Linked DNA regions of Mus musculus: region 1 is linked to region 2. Evidence: chromatin contacts called from public Hi-C data. All regions are on one chromosome and are shown on one strand. The core of a region is the stretch at or near the end of the contact, and the rest is flanking DNA. Distances in the headings are between cores, read along the strand shown. Region 1 overlaps Nek10 (NIMA (never in mitosis gene a)- related kinase 10). Region 2 has its middle 90 kb from the start of Slc4a7.

Evidence for each region. Hi-C and Micro-C count contacts between places; a contact is called where the count stands out from the background.
Region 1: a Hi-C map of uterus shows a contact between it and region 2. The contact joins two enhancer-like sites. A contact is called at or near these places in 2 of 484 Hi-C or Micro-C datasets (uterus and ventral hippocampal neurons) and 1 of 9 other capture datasets (liver).

The regions. Positions count from the first base shown.
Region 1 is chr14:14,830,946-14,837,821 of GRCm38.p6, reverse strand. It overlaps Nek10 (NIMA (never in mitosis gene a)- related kinase 10), which reads right to left. Exons shown (of 35, transcript NM_001195229.1): 5 at 1,595-1,679. Among named protein-coding and RNA genes, the nearest start is that of Nek10, 14 kb to the right of the region's middle. Within about 2 kb of position 4,766, at least 82 of the 459 cell types and tissues checked have an H3K27ac peak or open chromatin away from gene starts, as enhancers often do. A contact at or near this core is called in uterus, where this site is marked.
Region 2 is chr14:14,609,564-14,615,929 of GRCm38.p6, reverse strand. No RefSeq gene overlaps it. Among named protein-coding and RNA genes, the nearest start is that of Slc4a7, 90 kb to the left of the region's middle. Within about 2 kb of position 2,884, at least 12 of the 459 cell types and tissues checked have an H3K27ac peak or open chromatin away from gene starts, as enhancers often do. A contact at or near this core is called in uterus, where this site is marked.

The DNA.
Region 1 (6,876 bases), core at 3,517-6,016, 220 kb before region 2:
GCAGCTCTGAGTACTTGGCAGAAGTAGCTGTAAAAAGCATGGCTCACCCAGCTCTACATTAGCGGCTCACAGCTGTGGACAGCCAGGACAGAATGCCATTTGCTGGATGCCCTAACAACACGTGCAAAGGTTTGCAGTCGGCAATAACAGCACAAGGCCAGCTCAGAATATATGGGAGGAAGGTGGTCAGCCTCTGAACAGAAGGTATACTGTGACCAAGAGCCCCAGAACACTCCAGTCAAAGGGAGACACGTTTTGGTGATAAGTCTGGGAAAGATGATGACTGGAGAAATGAATAGATCATTCTGGCTGAAATTGAAAAAAAAATATATACCAATAGAACTGAATCTACCATAAGAGCCTTCCTTGGTAGTGTGGCTTCCCAGTAGTTTATAATGCTCAGCATAAAACAAGAACCTTTGGAAGAAACAACAACAACTGTATTTACAAATAATTCATTCTCGAGATATTAGCAGAGTTGAATAGAAGCAGCCATGAGGTGTCAGCCTCAGCCAGCAGCCTCGTTTCTGGGGACAGAGCACTCTGTCTAACCACAACCCTACTGATCGGAAACACCTCTAGGTGCTTCAGAAACACAGTAAACCTGGCAAATAAACCAGGCCAGAAAGAAGAAGGTTCAAGCCCAGATTCCTTGGGTAGGCCATTCTTTAAACTTTCACTGCTAAAACACTAAGCCTTTGCTATTCAAGGTGAACTATGGCCCAGCAGCCTCGATATCTCCTGGAATTGTATTAGAAATGCAGAAGTGGGCTGGAAAGCTGACTCAGAGGTTGGGAGCACTTGCTGCTCTTACAGAGGATGGGAGTTTGATTCCCAGTACCCATATCTAGGTCGCTCATGACCACCTGCAGCTTCAGTACCAAGCACCCAACACCCGCTCCTAGCATCTGTAATAGGCACATACACATGCACATAAATAAAAATACATCTTTAAAAAGAAATGTTTCTTCCTCCTGAGGAAGAATCTATATCCATTGGATTCCCATGTACATTAAAATACAAGAGGATATAAACTAGAGGCAGCATATCCAGCTAAAACGGGAAGATTCTAGCTACAGGCCTCCCCTGACACCAATAGAGGGAGGCCCTATGCTCTCCTGGGCTCAGAGTTACCAACTGGAAGCTGGGAAGGGATGAGATCTTGGTAGCTAACAGGCTACAGCCCTGCAGTCTCTAAGGGATGCCTCTAGAGTTACACAGTGAGCTCCCTTCTTGTCACTGCTGACTTTGCCATTGGGAGCCTTGTAGCTTTAAACATGCTTCAGTGTGTGGCCTTCTATGTACCTTCTTGAACTTGAAATGGCTTCAAAGGTTTGATAGCAGTGAACACATAGACCAGAACTCAGTCATTGAACCTTGTAGGTTAAGTATAAACCACCAGATGTATGGGTCTACAAATTGCTTCTTCATAACCTTTTCCAATAGCAGGTGAGCTATATGTCACATCTGTAAGGTCCTGACTAGTGACAGAAACATTAACATGGTTCACTTTGATAAAAGGCCCACTGTGTTTTTAATTTCATTATTTTACTTTGGTCACAAATGAAGAACGGGTTTACTTTGTTCAACCAACCTGATAACATGGATCCCGCATCAGCAGCCTCAGACAAATTAACACTCTCAGAAAATGAATGGATGGAGCACGATTAACCCACTCTCTGAAAGAGAAGAGAAGGCATGTTGGTGTTTAGATAGTTCACAGGCAGCACACAGCCATGAATGGAAGGGAAGCCTGTGAATGAAGGGGCTGGTGACCCAGCTCTGTTTCCTCTGTAAAGGACTGTGGCTTGGTGACCCTTGACCCACACCAATGCAAAACATACAGAAACCATCTTCACCACTGTGGTTCCAAACTGACCTGCATCAGAGACTCGCACTGCCCTAGAAGTAGTTCATGCTGTCCCTAAATCAAGATGAAGAGCTAAGGCTTCCAATAATTAGGACTGGCTTAATAAATATCAATGCCCTAACCACTAAGGAGCCACTTGAAGAAGTTACTCACATGTACTAAGAGGACAAAAACAAAACACTGTGAGATAGAGTTTCATTCTGTAGCCTAGGCTGAGCTTGATATAAAAATTCCAGAACTCTGAAGGCCGAGGAGAAGAAGGGTCTTAAGTTCAAGACCAGTCTCCTGAACTAACAACAAGAATCCCCTATTGTCTTGTCTTTACAACATTTCTGAGCCAGGCATGGTGGTAGACACTGAAGAGCCTAGAGCTGGGAAGGATCAGAAATTTAAGGTCCTCCTTGGCTATAAATCAAGCTCAAGGCCAGTCTGAGATACATTAAGACCTTCTCAGAACAAAAAAAGGCAGCTACTGGAACAGCAGAGAAGGTGGAGCAGCTGGAGAAACAGCAGCCTACTGCCTCTCTGGTTAACACCGAAGGCAGACAACAGAAGGTCCCCTGACCATTCTGTTCCCCTGGAACAGTCTCTGTTCTTCACATCCTGCTGGGTCTCAGAGAGCACGTGCTTCATCACTCAGCATCTTGAGTGTAGCTACAGCTGGCAGTATGTGTCGTTAAAATGTTAAAGGAATCTTCCATGCTTCCTAACAGAATAAAAGTCTCACAATCAATCCATCATCTTGCCCACAGGCTTTGTGGGATCAGTCTTCCCATGAGCCTCTAAGCCTACCTCATGCCACAATCCCTTGCTCCCTTCCAGCCTATGCAACAGGTTGTCTATGAGTCAGGGCCTAAGGTGTTTCCCAATGGCAGCCTTCTGTGGCTCTCCAGCACCAGGACTCCCATAACCTGTACTGTTCTAACTCAGAGCATGTTTAGTGCAGAAGTGAGCACAGAGCCCAGTATCCTCCTGAAGTGAAAAAGGCAGCTAACCACTGCCCTGCTCTGGATCGTGCTATTGTGAGTGCAGCTAGTCATTGTCTATAGAAGGCAACTCCAGCCTGGTGATGCATGCCCCATACTGCTCTGCAAGCTAGTTCAAAATTAATCATTCATGGTGCCAGTATTAACAAAGGCCTGAAACACAAAGGTTCTGCAATTCCATCCTTAGTCAAGGGAAATGGGGAAATAACAGGAAGTATTTCAGACTCCAAATGTCATTCACCTGGGTGTACATAAGGCATTGCCACAATACTGTAAATACCCCTGCCACATACATATAGGACTCTGACCTGAGCTGAAAACCCAGGACAACTGTCCTCTGGTCTGTCCTAGATCTATTCTGGGGCTCTAGAGGTAAGATCCAGGTCTGTCTTCTCTATAGCACTGAGGAGTTTAACCCTTCCCCCAAACCTGCACATTTGGAAACCTAGTGAATGAGTCAGGGTGGCATCTGTGGTGGCTGTACTAGGAGTCCCCATTCCATGGCAACACCACCCACTTCTCCTTCCATCTGCCGAGATGGAGGTTGGCAGGGCATTAGACCCGTGGTTTTATTCCCAAGAATGTCTGTGTTCCCTGATGTCCATATTCCCAGTACACAGATACAGAAGAAAAGCCCATGGTCAGAACTTGCTGGGAATTAAGCTTGTTACCACCAACAAGGCTATTGGCAGCTGCCCACAGCCACTGCTAACAACAGCATCCCCTCTCTAGAGCAGTCACTTTATTAGTGACTCCTGTGCCATGAGACACAGCCCAGTTTCTTTGGAAAAATGAAAATAGGAGTCAACCAACCCCTGGACTGCCTGCTAGGCAGGACTCTCCAAGCACAGGCCTGCCATCCAGGTACTTAGGAAGTAGAGACAGGAAGATTACAAACTTGGAGTACAAAGCAAGCAACTTAGTGAGAGTCTCCAAAGAAGAAGTAAAGGGGAGCCTGGAGAAGAGTGAACAAAAGCATGAAAGTGACGGAGTAAAGCCAATGACCTTGGATGTTAAAGTAAAGATTGATTTTAAAGTAGGTGGAGGCTGTAGGTCAGCATAAAGCACTTGCTGAGTACTCACAGACTCCCCATACTTCAGACTCTTCAGTGGCGAAAATATGGGAAAATTCTGAAAAAATATGATCATTCTAATACTCTAATTTTGAAGAGGGTACAGGGCAAAGGCCCCCAGCTCAGAGATTCTTTCCCCTCCCTGCCCAGGGAAGAACAGTGGCTAACAACAGCTGCAAAAGCCATGGGCAACCTGACACCAGTGAATGCCTAGAGCACTTCACTATCCAAGGGGAACAGGATCTATGGTACAAATATGTACACAGTATTCTTCCTCAGGAGTCTTCCTGATAGCCAGGGCCAGTCTTCACAGGACAGTCTGTGACCTTTCCTGTGCATTTTTTCCCATATTAAAATACATATTTAAAGGCCTTTGTTTCTCCTTATTTCACACACACACATAAACACACACACATGGGGGGAGGGAGGGAGGGAGAGAGGGAGGGAAGGAGGGAGGGAGGGAGGGAGGGAGGGAGGGAGAGAGAGAGAGAGAGAGAGAGAGAGAGAGAGAGAGAGAGAGAGAGAGACTGAAATACCAATGTGGACTTTAATTTTACTCTTCATGGAATCTAACCAAATGAAGGGATCCAAAATAGTCTGAATTGAATGTTCCTGGCAAATCACGTTTTTGGTTTGCTTTGCTTTGCAATTTTGGGTAGAAGCCCAAGGCTATTAATATTTCTCATAGTTATTACTCTGCTATTGTAAATAGGATTCCTGATGGCTGAGTCCTTGGGTTCTGCCCCATGAGAATGACCTCAGGAGGAGGCCTTCCTTGGCTCCTAGCCTGGAACGCTGAGTAGAGCAGATGGGCCACAAGGGATGCAGCCCTGGCTCTGTGGGGGATTGCATGCACCTCTGCTCGCCAAGAGTCAGGGGAACTAGAAAACACAGGACTCAGTGTAGCCAAAGAACTACATGGAAAACAGCCACCAATGGAGATCAGCATCTGTTTGGCTGACTCGGCCACTGCAGGCCCCCTTTGCTTGGGCTCCTAGTGAACATGCAGAAAGCACTTTCTCAGACATGTTTGCCATGGGAACAAGAGATGGGTCCTTGGAGGCAGCCCTGAAAAGTCATTGGCCGCAATGACAGTGCTTCCCTGGAGGTTGTCTCCACATGACAGCCACACAGGAGTGAATTCATAAATGGGCAAAGAATTTCAGCTCTCTGCCGACTGAACGTACGCCACTGCTTTCACGGGACTATTAATACACTCGGCTTCCACCACCCTCGTCCAGGACATCACTTTCTGCTATCAATATCAAAAGAAAAATGTCACTGCACACATAACATCTGAAACAGCGAGAAGGGAGATGGGGTTTCTGTTTCTTTCACAGAGGAAGAAGCTAGTATGTGACGTGAGTGCTCCAAATGACAAGCAGCCAGTAGCTGAAAACACATGGATGTGTGTGTGTATACATGTGGAGAAGCTGTATGTGTGTGGATGTGTAGAGGCTGTTGCTCAGAGCTACCTGTAGCACGCTGCAGGTCAGAATGCGCTCCTTTCTCACGCTGTGGCACTGCTTTCATTAACACTCATCTGGGTTAACGAAAAAGCAAACTCCATACCTACTTTGATAAAACTTAAGAGAAACAAGAACACATGTGGGGATGCCACTGTCTGGAATCCCCACCAATCCCCTCTTGGGTCTCTGTGCTCCATCCTCTCTGTTACCCATTCAGTCTAGCTCACAAAGTCTACCCAGAAAGAAAACCATGTGGGGCCTGTGGCACTCAGGCCAACAACTACAAAAGATTCATCTCCTTTCTTCTAATTGATGGACTGTGCACAGTGCTTCCAGATATTCATCACCATGCCTCATCAGCCTGGTTCTGAATGAGCTTGGGATACAGCAGAGGCAAACCCTGGGCCCCCTTTGGAGGACATGGCCCAGAAGCCCCACTTGTAAAGACCCATGACTATCAAGGGGTGATGGCAAAGAACAACCAAGGCCAGGTACATTAGACCAGGGTGCTATTTTGAGATGGCCAGGGAAGGCTCTCTGGTAAGATTAGCATCATATGAGCTGAAGATAGGAGCTTTGAAGAAACTTGTGTCATAACAGCAGGAAAAGCCTGTAGCTCGGGTCCTAGGCTTGATGCAGAAAATAGCAGTGTGAGAAAACAGAAGCTGTGGTCAGACAGCAGCAGGCAGAGCTTCAGGACTTGCAGGATTGGAAGGGGGCCTTTGGAAGTTTTGCCTAGGGATGTTCTAGAAGAGTTTCAGCAAAGAACTCACAGGAACTTGCTAAGATTATGAAAGGATTCTTCCAGAAGCTATGCTGATGACAAAGTAAAGGAAAACCACACAGGTAAAGCAGGGAACCCAGGTAGCCTACTATAAATTCAAAGGCTAGAAATGCTGGCAGCCTAGGTTAGCTCCATAGACAGTGCTGACAAAAGCTGAAATCTCCTTGTGGGTTGAGAGAAAAATTAAAAGTCCTGTTTCAGGAATGATATCTTTAAATAACATAGCAGGAAGAATCCTCCAATTGACACGTGAAACAGGGATGGAGTCACGGTAGGGAGCCACTTCAGGAGCCAGGCCAGCATGGCACATGAGAATTAGAGCCAGGCCTGATGCCCAAGGCCTATAATCATAGGCCTTTTGGGAAGCTGAGGCAGGATCAGGAGTTCAAGGCTAGCCTGAGCTACAAAGTGAGGCTCCAGGAAAGAGAGAAAAGAAGAAAAGGAAGGGGAAAGGAGAGGAAATGGGGGGGGGGGGAGAAGAACAAGAGAAGGAAGGGAAAAGAGATGCTTTCAGCTCTGATGTGTGGCTATTGAGATGGGTCTGTTACTTAACACCTGGCTCTCAGTAGCTTATTTAAAGATTATAAACACATCTGTCATGCGCAGATATAATGATCCCAGCCAGGTTATGGCTGCTTTGAGTGGTGATGTGTTGGCCAAGGACAAGAAGTTCCTCCCTGGGAAGGCAGAGTAA
Region 2 (6,366 bases), core at 1,635-4,134:
CAGGTGCAGTCAAGTAGTCAGTAACCAGTTTATAATGAATGGAATGTGCATGGAATCCATCTGTTTTCAGTTTAACCCGTACAAATTCTCTGTACAGAATTCCTCCGAGCTATCTACTCTGATGTCTAGAATGAACAACATCAAAGGTGATTCCAGAAGCCATCATCTACCCAGTGATCCCACTTATAGTATCATTTCCTTGTTGATGTGGTCACTATTAGGGACATTTGTTACCTGTTTTGTCTGGTTGTGTCACATTCTGTTTTGAGTAGTGTGTAGTAGACTGAACACTGGTTTTACATAAGACAAACCTTGGTTCCAATACATTTCCACCTCTTGTTTGTTTGGTTCTTAAAAACTCTTCAAAATAAAATTAACAGTGTTTACCAGTATGATATAAGGAGAGATGAAGTAACAAACACAAAACACTATATCTATATACACAGAGAGAGAGACAGACAGACAGATAGACACAGACACACACATAAACATGGCTATATCCCAGAGATGTTTGTCTGATAAGCAGGAATTCCAGAAGAGAGTTTCTTTGAATAAAAGGTATCTTAAAAAAAAAAAAAGCAGACCCACACCATGGTCTAAAAACTTTCCACACTTTCCCTAAGGCCTCGTGAAGGACTAAACATGAATGAGTGAGCTTGCCAAGCTACCTCAGAAAGTTTTTGCTTCCTTCCCCACATGACCAGTTTGTAGAACTCCAATGGTGACCTGCAATCCACAAGACTGTTCAGGCATACTCTAGTGGGGCTGAGCCATGACCATGAATTAGAACAAGAAGTGTGACCAATACACACAACACATTATGCTGGGTTACAGGGAAAGGACAGGGGCAAACTGTTCCAAACATATGATTGGGCTTTCCCTGTCTGATAAGTGAAGGATAAGAAAACAGCAATGATTTCAGGCTTATAGAAAGCAGCTGGCCTCCACTTAGGGCCTCCACATTCCAGCATGGCTGCTAGCATTTACTGTAGCATGCTGCAGCCTTGGAACACCTAGGAATCATAGCAAGGGCTCATGGCCAGAGGTTACTTACTTTAGCAACTTCACAACATTCTATTCATTCACTTCACCAATATTTATTCTGCCGAATTTGCCCAACAGTATTTAGATGCTGAGGGCATGAATTCTTATTTTCGTTTCTGTCTGAGAGACAAGTATGGCTATAAGGAGTTCTTGGGTGGTAATAGCTGTCTAATGAAAGCTGCAGAAAAGAGTATGGTACAGAGATAAGTATCCTCATTGGGGCGCTGATGGGAGGAGAATGCTGAAGCACAGAGATGAGAGAAGCAGGCTTCTAGGTAAAGTATCTCGTGGCAGAGCAGAAAAGGACCAGAGTGGCTGTAATGGAAAGAGCCAAGGAGGAGGGACATCAGCAAGACTGGGAAACAAGAAAGGGCTCACACTGCTTACAGTGAAATAAATCCTGTGGGGAACCTGAATTGTGTACTGAGCCAGATAGGAAGCCACGGGTAACTTATGAATGAATAACACCTGAGAAGGCAGCTGGAGATGGAACACAGTTCCTCATGCTGGACCAGGGCTCTAGCTACGAGCATCTGCCAGGAGGAGTTTTGCATTTACTTTACAATTTGAGACGGGATCTTATTATGTCTCCCATTCTGACCTTGAATTCTCTCTGCAACTCAGCCACGTCTTGAGCTTGTGATGCTCCTGCCTCAGCTTCCAGAGTTAGAACTGCAGGTCTGCGCCACCAGGACAGGCTGCTCTAACTTTTGAGAGGACCACCATGGAGAACGTTTTAACTGTATAGGGGCAAAGGTGCAGGTGTGAATAGCTAGGTGCATGGCTAGTACAACAGCTTAGGAAGGGGACCAGAAAGCAGCAGCTGCAGTGATCACACATCAAAGACATAAGAAATTCAGCTAAAGGTCTAGAACTTGGCCCTGTTACTTTTACTGCATTACCTCCCCAGCCTGAGGACAGATTGGAGCATGGAGGGGAAGCAAAGCAAGAGCTAGGACAGTGTACAGACGAGCAAGGAACAAAGGGAAATATAAACACAGCCAGAAAATAAAGTCAGATGTGGAAATTAATATCAACAGAAGTCAGAAAGAGAAGATAGACATTCTATTCACTCTTTCACCTTTTGATGAAAGTTAAGTAGGGGGTGCTGAGTCAGAATATTGTCCCCCAACTTTCCAGGAGAGAATAATCTATTTTCAAGCAAACACTTGCTGTCTATTCTAGAACCTCCTGTACAATCCCAAGACTGGTTTTCTGGGGTGTGAGTTCTTTTAGCCACTCACAGTACCCTTCGGAGGGAACCAGAAACAAATGTTTTCATGGATGGGAGGCAAACAGAAATCACAGCTTCCCCTGGAGGCTATATTCCTATTCCTTGTCAGCATGTCTAAGAACGTTCGCTGCCTCTACCACTAGGTTTGTGAAGGAAGATCCACTGATAACTCTTGAAGAAAGATTACAGGAGTCACGTTCTTCAGAGAGCTGCGATGTGCTTGTGTGTTTAACACAATCTTAAAATGCAATAAGACTCTTCCACTAATTCTATCTCCTGTCCTTAGCTGCCAACATCAGTGTATTAAGGTAGTTAATGGCTGAAGAAAAACAGAACAACAGAACAAAGACATGGTCTTACAGAGACTGGATAATTTCTCATGTCCTGGAACTTGCTTTAATAATTCCAAAGCCTCAAACAGCCTTCTGTTTGTGTACAATTTTGCCAGAACTTTCCTGGTACATAAAGTTTTTCCTTCAGAATTTTCAGGGTTGCAACTGGATACTTTGTATAATAAATTTGTTTCTTCTCTGTAAGCCTGTGTTACATTTATGAGATTCTTCAACAGATGGGACTGGGGTGAGGCCGGTGCTCTGAAGCGTTACTCCTCTCAGCAGCCCTTCTGCTTTGCTCTTTGTCATTTCGATTTGCTTTTCCATTTCTGTCCTTCTAAGATGGGCAGAAAAAGCAGCACAGGGATTTTGAGGTGAAGCAGAAAAAAGCATCACTGTTCACACAAGCAGAAAAGACCATCACTGTTCACACACTAGTACAGCCTTGTCAGTAGCTTCTCCCTAGCTTAGAATTTGGCTTTCACTTTTCTTGTCTTCTTCTTCTCTTCAGGACGGCCCATATTTAACCTTACTCTGGTCTTTCACATAAACAGAGAGATTCCTCCACCACCCAACCCGTTTCTTCTTCTGAGTCTCTCTCTCTCTCTCTCTCTCTCTCTCTCTCTCTCTTTCTCTCTCTCTCTCTCTCACACACACACAGGACTTGTATTTTATTCTAGACTCTGAGCAGTCCTATCATTTTATCAGAGGAACTCTGAGGCTGTAGCTACTGCTCTTACTGCAATTTGATTGTATCTGTATGAATGGCGCAGATGTAAGAGCAAAGGCCACTGACCACTGGCTTGGAATTCTTACCTCCCAGATTTTCCAGTTCACTTGATCATAAATCAATTGGTGATAAGCAGGCAAGGGGCAGAAGCCACAGGAAATTCATAAATCATGGTTACTCATGCAGTGGAAAGGGCCTCAGGGAGAATGTCGGCATTTACAATCAAGAGTTACACTACAAGTGAAGTTTCATTTAATTGTATGACTCTGTGATAAATCATGTTGGATGCTATTGGTTTTATTCCACATGCCGGTACCCCTCTTTTTCTTCTTCCTCTCTGACCTATTTCCTCTTCCTGGGGGTATCACCAGGGATAGGAACCTGCAGGGACCTCTGCCCCCTACTCTGCCCCTAGTAGAAACCCCAAGATGTTGGAGATGCCATGGTATACCTGCTGAGAAGAGCTATTAACAGCCCGAGAGAGAGAAGTATGTTTCAGTCAACAAAACTGAGAGGAATTGGAGACCTGAATAGTGCTTTAATATCAGACATGCAGATTTGGAGTATGGAGTTGGTCTCCTGGTTATTGTTCTTGTTTTGGTCCAATATTTCCTCACTATGCTCCCTTTTGTCCCTTTCAAATGGTAATATATTTTCTGTAATATATATATATGTATATATATGTATATATATATATATCATTGTATATTGGAAGTATGTGATTTTTTAATTTTGAGTTTTTACAGTAGGTTACAGTTAAGAAATTGCCTTGAGCCTCAGAAGAGACTTTGAACTTTAGTCTTTTAAACAGTGTTGAGATTGCTATAGATTATGGGGACTTTTGAAGTTGGACTGAAATCATTTTTGCATTGTGAGCTGGCTACAAACCTACTAGGGCAGCAGAACATGGTGGTTTGGGTAAAACTGCCCTTCCCCTCCACCATCAACTCATAGATTTGAATACTTAGTCATCAGGGAGTGGCACTCCTTGAGAAGGATTAGGAGGTGTGTCCTTGTTGGAGTAGCTGCAACCTTGTTAGAAGAAGTGTCATTAGGCTTTGAGGTTTCAAAGGCCCAAGCCAGGCCCAACATCTCTCTCCTTCTGCTGCATATGGATCCAGATGGAGAACTATCAGATCCTTCTCCAGCACCATATTTTCCTGTGTGCAGCCATGCTTCCTGTCATGATAATAGACTACCTTTTGAAACTGTAAGCAAGCCCCAATTAAATGCTTTCTTTCATAAGAGTTGCCATGGTCATTCTATCTCTTCAGTAATAGAACACTGACCATGACAGTCTTCTAATATGAATTTTTTGATGAGATTATCATATAAATTTGGCCTTTTAACTTGTCTGAAAATAGTACAAACTTGCTACAAAGTAAGAAGACATCTCTGCATTGATGATTTGTCTTACTAACAGGCTCTCCGCTGACCCATGAGGGTCAGGCCATGCAACTTTCAGGAACCTGCCCATCTTTGCCACCCAGAACGCAGCAGCCAAGACCAAATAAAGGAAATTACATAGCAAGCAGAGATTGGATATCTGAATAGTGTCTTGGGTAAATCCACCCACAACAGCAAGTCTGATAGCTCCACCCAATGACAGTATCTACAAGGCCACAATAACTCCTTAATCTTACATGGTTGGAAGATTGTTATTTAGCTGTGTAGGTCATTTATGTTCTTGTAGAACTCATCAGCACCCAGAAGTTTCCTCACATGTAAAGAACAAATGGTGAGCCTCACAACAGAAGCTTCATCGAGATGTGAGCTCGTAGTGGGGGATGTAGCAACTGATGAGCAGCTCATGAAAAACTTCACTCTGCTTTTCAAAGATCTCAGTGGCTCTCTCCTCTTCTTTTTGACATCCAGAATTCATCCTACTGAACAACAACAACAACAACAACAATAACAACAACAACAAAATGGTAGAAGAGACAAAACTGGATGTGTTAGTCTTCATTTGAAAAAACAAACAAACAAACTAATTTTGCAAATAATAAATAAACATGGCTTATGTTTGAAACCACCATTCAACAGCATGTGATTGCATTACCAATAATGGGGGTGGGGGTAAATGTATCCTGCAGATCCTGAAACAGGCTCGCAGTGTGTAGCTCAGGCTGGCCTTGAACCTGAAATCATTCTTCCCCAGCCTCCAGACGCTGCTGCAGTGGTTTCTTACTTTCTTACTAGCATGCTTTTAAGTTTACTCACACTTCAGATGTGACTAGAGCAGTTACAATGAACATCATCATATGCTGTCTAAGCCACGCCCATCAACCGTCTGTCTCTCTCCTCTCTCATAGTAGATCCTGGGTCCAGCCCACATTTTTTTCTCAAAATGATGTCCTCTCTTCCTTCTGGGAATCAGAGAAGTATGCACTATAGTAACTTAGTAACTGTGTGTCACGAAGCCTCCCTCCTTTTTTTTGACATCTCTAAGAAAGGACCCTCATTCTGCCACATGGCTGAACTGTCCTCCGATTCCCTGTCATGCTGTCTTTCCATGGCATCATTAACTACTTGAATATATCTCTCACTCAAAGGAACAGTCCATCTTAGAGTCTCTCTCAAACTCTAATAACTTCAGCAGCTAGCTTCTATAACTTCTAATAACTTCTAAAATGTGTTAGAAAAATATATCTAATGATATATTATAAATGTATCCTGCAACGTTGTACATTTTAAACTATAGTCTAAAATACTAATGTATAGTAGACATTACAATAAGCTGTAATCTTGTGTACAAACACAGAAGATATATTTTTATGATTGTGTTTAACACTATGAAAAGCCGATGGTAATTTCTTTGTCTGGATTCCAAAGTTATTGGGGAAACACAAACTCATCTGTCAATTCAAACTGTTTTCTGCTCCTTTGATGGATGTTGCTCATTGGCTAACCCAGCACTCACATTCACCGCTTTCCCCTGTCACCTTGCCACTGGACACTCTTTCCCACCTTCTATTGATGTTGTAGAGGCCAAGTGGTCGGCTGGAAACAAGGCAGTGTAAGAATGT